Regions from separate parts of the Rattus norvegicus genome. Here region 2 is linked to region 1. The links are chromatin contacts, called in public Hi-C maps. All regions are on one chromosome and are shown on one strand. The core of a region is the stretch at or near the end of the contact, and the rest is flanking DNA. Distances in the headings are between cores, read along the strand shown.

Region 1 (3,232 bases), core at 330-2,829:
CTATTTTGTCTAAACTCAGGGATCTGACTTGTTACTTCCATTTGGGCTGCTCTCACTCCAACTGGCCTGCCCTCATGGGCAGTTCTCACAATCTCTTACCCCATAGTGTCTTCCTCTCCCTCCACTCTCTCTCTCCCTGGTGGTCTCTGCCATAAAACCCCAAGCCGGGGAACCGAAGCCTGCCTAATCTTCTTCCCAACTATAGGCTGTAGGCATCTTTATTAACCAATCAGGGATAACCTGGGGGACAAAGTTACATAGCATCACTTGGTATACATTAGGCTCTCATTATCTGTGGGGGCAACCAGACCTGGGGAGCCAGTCTTTAACATTACAATACATAGCAACAGACCAAAGTCAATAGCCTAGCGCTCTCTCTCTCTCTTTTTTTTTTCTTTTTTCTTTTTTTCGGAGCTGGGGACTGAACCCAGGGCCTTGCACTTGCTAGGCAAGCGCTCTATCACTGAGCTAAATCCCCAGCCCCTAGCCTAGCGCTCTCTACATAGCAAGGCTACTCATAGAGATACTGTCTCTGCCTTTCAAACACTCACGGCCTTTTGCTTGTTTTTGAGATTGGCTTCAGTATATTGGTCAGGATGGTCTAGAACTTGTGGGCTCAAATGATCTTCTGCTTCAGCTTCTGGAGTAGCTGAGACTCTAGGCAAACATGCCACTGTTCCTGGTGTGTGTGCACGTGCATGCACGCACGCACGCACGCACGCACGCACGCACGCACATATTGCTTTCTTTTTGTTTACTTTATTTATCAATTGGGTCTTGCTATGGAGAACTGCGTAGGCCGAACTTGAACTTGTAAGTTTACTGCCTCTGTCTCTAGTGTATACCACCACACCCCACACTTACTCAGTTCTTTTTATCTAAGCTTATTTCTGCTGATGAGGATAAAGACATCGTTACAGCGAAGTACTCACATCTCCAGGCAACACGTGAAGGGCCAGGCTGCAGGCTTCATCTATAGTATGATCAACACCCCCACTCCCTCCCAGTCCCCAACTTGCATCTTAGCCACAGCTGCTCATACTGGATGGGGAGGGTGCTGGTGGGGTTGGGGGAGGACTCGACGAGGCTCCGCCTCTCTGAGGGACTATTGACAGTTAAAGGTTGCTGACAGGAGGAGTGTCCTTGAGTGGGGAGCTGATATGTTGCCCATGCTCCAGTAAATAGCTCTAAACTCATGAAAGCAACCATAACTATTTCAGTGGGTCACAAAAGACATAAATGTACGCGAAAGTAGGGGGGCTTACTGGGAACAAAAAGTTTTAGCGGGTAAGAAGGAGATAGTAACAAAGGAGGGTGACTGTGACCAAAAGCCATTATGTGCACGTATGGAAATTTCGCTTCCCCTCCCGTATATATTTGCTGAATCTGTGGCCGGACGAATGGATACAGCAACCACTTTTCACAGATGCTCTCCAGAGAAGTGCCTCCAATCCGGTGTGGAGGAGAATCATCAAAACATCCTGGGGAGGTGTGCGGCGGTCCCGAGCCCCGCCCTCAAGTGGCAGGCTGTCCCCCTCGTCACGTGTTGGCGGCTAGCCAATCATCCAGGGTGGGCGGGGGAAAACTATGGAGTGGTGAGTTTATCCCCGTGCACTTTCTTGACGGACTTTAGGTTAATTCGTGTGACCTCATGTCGCAAAGCGGAGCCGATCCTGAGCAGCGCCAGCAGGCTTCAGAGGCGGACGCCATGGCAGCGACCTTCCGGGCGAGCGGTAATTACTGGGCGGCCTGGACCCGCTGCAGTGCGGAGCCGAGCCTTCCCGTTCCGTAGGAAGTTCTAGTCCCAGTATCAAGGTTGGCACTCCTCCCGGAGGCCTGGGTGGCGGGCGAGGGAAGGAAGGGCCTGCAGGCCTTGTGGCACCGAAAGCGTTTAACCCTTTAACTCCCCTCTGGCAGCCTTTAGCTTCTAGAAACACTGCGCGGACCTAGCGTCCCTGAACTTGGGCCTGCTAAGGCATTAGAGCCATTGGGGAAGAGGGAGACAGGGAATTTTGCTGACTGATCCTTGACTGACTGTCCCCCAGAACACCAGCATATTCGCTACAACCCGCTCCAGGATGAGTGGGTGTTAGTGTCAGCCCATCGCATGAAGCGGCCCTGGCAAGGACAAGTGGAGCCCCAGCTTCTGAAGACGGTCCCCCGCCATGACCCACTCAACCCTCTGTGTCCCGGGGCCACACGAGCTAATGGGGAGGTAAGCCCGAATACACAGCCACCAAGTGGAATAGGAGGAAATAGTTTTTCCTTATTACTGCTCTTCGCCCACAAGAGGGAGCAGTGCACCCCCTTTTGAGTCAGTTCCCAGCAAGCAATTTTGATCCTTAGAAAGGGCCTTTCGCGCCCCCCCCCCCCCCGCAGCCTGTGTACCCCTTGAATTGGGTCAGATGGTTGTATTTCTAGCCTATTCTTGTCAGTAGGTGAATCCCCCCTATGATGGCACCTTCTTATTTGACAATGACTTCCCGGCTCTGCAGCCCGATGCTCCGGATCCAGGTACCCTCAATTTAACCACTGTTGGGGAGAAGGGAGACTGGATCTGACCGGGGAACCTGTGTTGCAGAGTGTAATACTTCTTTATTCCAGGACCCAGTGACCACCCTCTCTTCCGAGTGGAGGCCGCCAGAGGAGTTTGGTAACTATGGGTTTCCCCGCTTATAACCTCCAGCCAGGGCTGAAGACTAAGACCTGGGCTTGGGCCCTGCCCTTAGCACCCAACCCCTATCCCTTTGTCATTCTTCCCTCACCACCTAGTAAGGTCATGTGCTTCCACCCCTGGTCGGATGTGACGCTGCCACTCATGTCTGTCCCTGAGATCCGAGCTGTCATCGATGCATGGGCCTCAGTCACAGAGGAACTGGGCGCCCAGTACCCTTGGGTGCAGGTCTGTGAGGGGGAGGTGTAACTTTGGTCTGGGGGAGTAGCAGTATTGCTTCCACAGGGTATGGCGAGGAGGGGTTGGCTTGATGACTGTGTGACTGCTGAGTCCTTCTCCTTTTACCCAATAGATCTTTGAAAACAAAGGAGCCATGATGGGTTGCTCTAACCCCCATCCCCACTGCCAGGCAAGTATGTGGCAGGCTGTAATGGCTTTCTTGGCTGAGTGCACTGACTGCGGACAGGGGATAGGGCAAAAGAAATACATTGATAATTTGGAGGCTTAGAGCTAATGGACTCGCCTGCTGTTTCTTCTTTGTCCTCGCCCCTTGACAGG
Region 2 (3,232 bases), core at 386-2,885, 250 kb after region 1:
GCCCCCCAACCCCCCAGACCCCTCTTCTCTCTTCTGGGACCTAGGTACTCCAAGCCTCAGTTTACAGTTCCAACTGCTTTGCATGGTCTCAGACATCTAAATCTGTCTCAGGGAACTGGCTAAGAATACGGTGAGAGAATTTTCTCAGGCCTTTGTCACCAAATCTCTCAAGAACCCCCTCCCCCTCTTCACCCCCAGATTACCCCCTCCCACCCCCGCTCCCTCCAGCACAGATGGGCCTGGGAGACAGTAACGTGGGCGCCAAGCTCGGTGTCTGCTGGAGCGGCGGCTTCCGCTGGCGACCGCCTCCGCAGCCCCGCCTGCTCTGAGTATCGGGGACACTGGGGTTGAGATTTAATGATTTACTAGGGGGGTTGGGGGGGGTCAGAGATGACAGTGTATGAGGGAGTTAAGAAAGAGGATCATGAGAAGCTGAGGTAAAAGATTAAAGGGAGAAAGACCTATGAGCTATGATATTGCAGACCACAGAAACAGATGACTTAAGAATTAAGACAAAAGGTGGGGGGACGAGTTACAGGGCCAAACAGAACAGGACTGAAATTTGGGGTGAGGGAAGACCAGACAGATATCACAGTAGGCAAGAAAAAGGCCGGGGGGGGGGATCCGAGGAGAAGATGGAAGGTTAGTTTATAAGGAGTCTGAACTGGACACTGGACTCCACGTGGCTGAGAAGCCACTATTCCTAAGCGAGCCGGCGTGAAAGCACTGAAGATGGAAGGGATCTGGATAGAGACTCACGAAGGTGTTACCAGTTACTAGCACAGAGGGTGATCACAAGGGCACTTAGAATCTCAAGTCTATCCGGGTCGGATTGTGTTACAGTTAAACTATGTCAGGTCAATCCCAGGTCAAGACAAGGTAAAACTAAATCAGGCCAGGTCAAGTTGGCTCACAATTTTATAGAAGACGGGTAAAAAAGGTTGAGCTTTGGCACTGGTCTAGAGACTACACTTCCCCAGAGTTCGTTCTCTCTCTCTCTCTCTCTCTCTCTCTCTCTCTCTCTCTCTCTCTCTCTCTCTCTCTCTCTCTCTCTCTCTCTCTCTCTCTCTCTCTCTCTCTCTCTCTCTCTCTCTCTCTCTCTCCTTCAACTCTCCTAAACGAAGAAAAGAAAGAATGCTTGGTGACAACGCCAACTTGCGAGTGCAGTTTTCCTATTAGGTTGTCTTTGAGGTTGCACTCGTTCCAGAAGGTTCTCCTTGGACTCAGGCGGTGGCCAGAATGTCTCACCTTCTTATACTGGAGACTGGACTAATATAGTTGCCCCCACTGGTCAAAATCACAGGGACGAGCCAATAAAATCAAAGGGCGCCTGGAGTTGCCTCCCTATGTCCTTTTCACCAATAACACGACGAGATGGAGAAGAGGTGTGGTTGATTGATCCTAGAGGGCACCAATCACACCCACACCAATCACTGCCCGGAATGTGTGCGCGTGTGGCCGGGTGACAGGGGCGGTGAAGAGGTGGCTATCTCCCGGACGCTCGTTGAGAGATATCCAATCACAGCAGAGTTCGAGCTGAGTGACGGGTAGACCGTGCAATGGAAAGCGAGGAGGCGGAGCCGTGGGGGCGGGCTCCCGGTCCCGCTGTCTGCGGCCGGCGGGCAGGCGACTCCTGTCCCGAGTGGAGGCGGCGGAGCCGGAGCCGGGGGAGGGGGCAGCGGCTGATAGAAGGACCGCGGCGGCGCCCGCAGCTCCTCACCGGTGAGGGCGCTGAACGAGGACTCGGGGGTCCCGGGTGTGGGGCGTCGAGAAGACAGGTCCTGGTATGGGGGGTTGGGACACCGTGGGCCCATAGTCTGCCCTGCCATTGGGGTGAGGGGCCTGGGAGCTCGGGGTCTGCCAGGTGCTGGGTGTCGGCGACAAGGGTCGGGTTGGGTCGGGTCGGATTGGGTTGCGCCGGGCAGAGGCGTTTCTGAGCAGGCCAGCCAGCCAGCTGGGGTGACATCACCGACCCCCTCCCCCGCGCGAACCCCCTTCCTTCCTCTCCCTGCCGCGCCTTTTGTCCGGGCCAGGCTCCGCTCTGCCCCGCCCCTCCCCGCCCATCTGCGGGGGAGGAGACTCCCCGTCAGTGACTTCATTGAGTAGGTTCTTGGGGATTGGGCTTGGGTCCTCCCCAGACAGGCGAGAGGATCTCACTGTCTCTCAGGCCCTCACTATCATCACACCTGTCACAGGTACACACGCTGCCACTCAACAACTACACACAGTCACTTCCGGCCTCACTGTCACACAGCCGTCCAGGCGCTCACACCATTCAGCCAGACACTGCTGTACCCGAGAGCAGGTGGCCACTGGACCCTCTCACTGCACTCTACACCTGGGGATCAGGTCCAGCTTCTGGGGCACGAGACAGGCCTTGCTGGGCCACGGCCTGTGGGAATCTGAGGAGGTGGCTTCCAGAGCTACAGCGTCCCAGGCAGGCTCCGGTGGAGCGATCAGAGGTGAGGGGCTTGGCTGGGCATGTTTAAGCGCACAGTGCTGTCCTGCCCACCCCCAGCAGCACCCCCACTGCAGGCTCGAGGAGCTTTCCGGAGCTTCCCACACTTCTGGGGAGAAGACTTCTTAGCCAGCTTGATGTTTAAAATTCAGCTGGAGCCCTTAAAACTTCGAGCGTGGACGCTGAATGGGTTTGTAAAGTTTCGGTAAGTCCCTCCTGAGAAGGGCGCTCATACCCATGCCAAGTCAGGTCCTCCACATCAGCCATTCCCTTCATTGCCTCCTTCCTCCCTCCCTCTCATCCTCATCTCCTGCTGTGTGCATGAATCCCCCGCCACCTCACTTGTACTTTTGAATGAATCGGACCCCATGTCCTTCATCTCTCTCAAACTCATGTTCCCACAAATATCTTGAACATCTCAGCTCTTTGGTTCTCCCTCTCAACCCATCAGTATCCTGTGGTCCACTTCAGCCTTTTCCTTTTGTCATCTCTCATCACCTCTCTCCTCCCTGTACTGGACAGTCCCTCTTGCTATCTGTCCTCATTTTTTATTTCATCCCTAGCTCTACCTTGACATACTCATTCTTCATCAAAGGCAGAGCCATGCCTTGGGGCCCCTTTGTTATCCTGCCACGTGGCTTGTGGGGAGGGAGAGGGAAGGCGGGTGGAATGGAGGGAAAGGAGGCAGGTCCTGAGAGTTTGCCCTGTGTCTGTAGAGGCAAGAGAATTATGGGTCTAGAGCAGCCAGCAGGTGGGTGCCAGAGAGGAAGCTGG

Evidence for each region. Hi-C and Micro-C count contacts between places; a contact is called where the count stands out from the background.
Region 2: a contact with region 1 is called in a Hi-C map of liver, with 2.6 times the contacts expected there. The contact joins the promoter of Dnajb5 here to the promoter of Galt in region 1. A contact is called at or near these places in 3 of 12 Hi-C or Micro-C datasets (the A7r5 cell line, frontal cortex and liver).

Annotation. Positions count from the first base shown.
Region 1 is chr5:61,721,321-61,724,552 of GRCr8, forward strand. Galt (galactose-1-phosphate uridylyltransferase) reads left to right here and starts at 1,580. Exons shown (of 11, transcript NM_001013089.2): 1 at 1,580-1,733; 2 at 2,046-2,215; 3 at 2,439-2,514; 4 at 2,605-2,653; 5 at 2,773-2,902; 6 at 3,027-3,083; 7 at 3,232. The coding sequence starts at 1,652.
Region 2 is chr5:61,971,071-61,974,302 of GRCr8, forward strand. It overlaps Dnajb5 (DnaJ heat shock protein family (Hsp40) member B5), which reads left to right and starts at 1,636. Exons shown (of 5, transcript NM_001415952.1): 1 at 1,636-1,722; 2 at 2,196-2,663. The coding sequence starts at 2,482.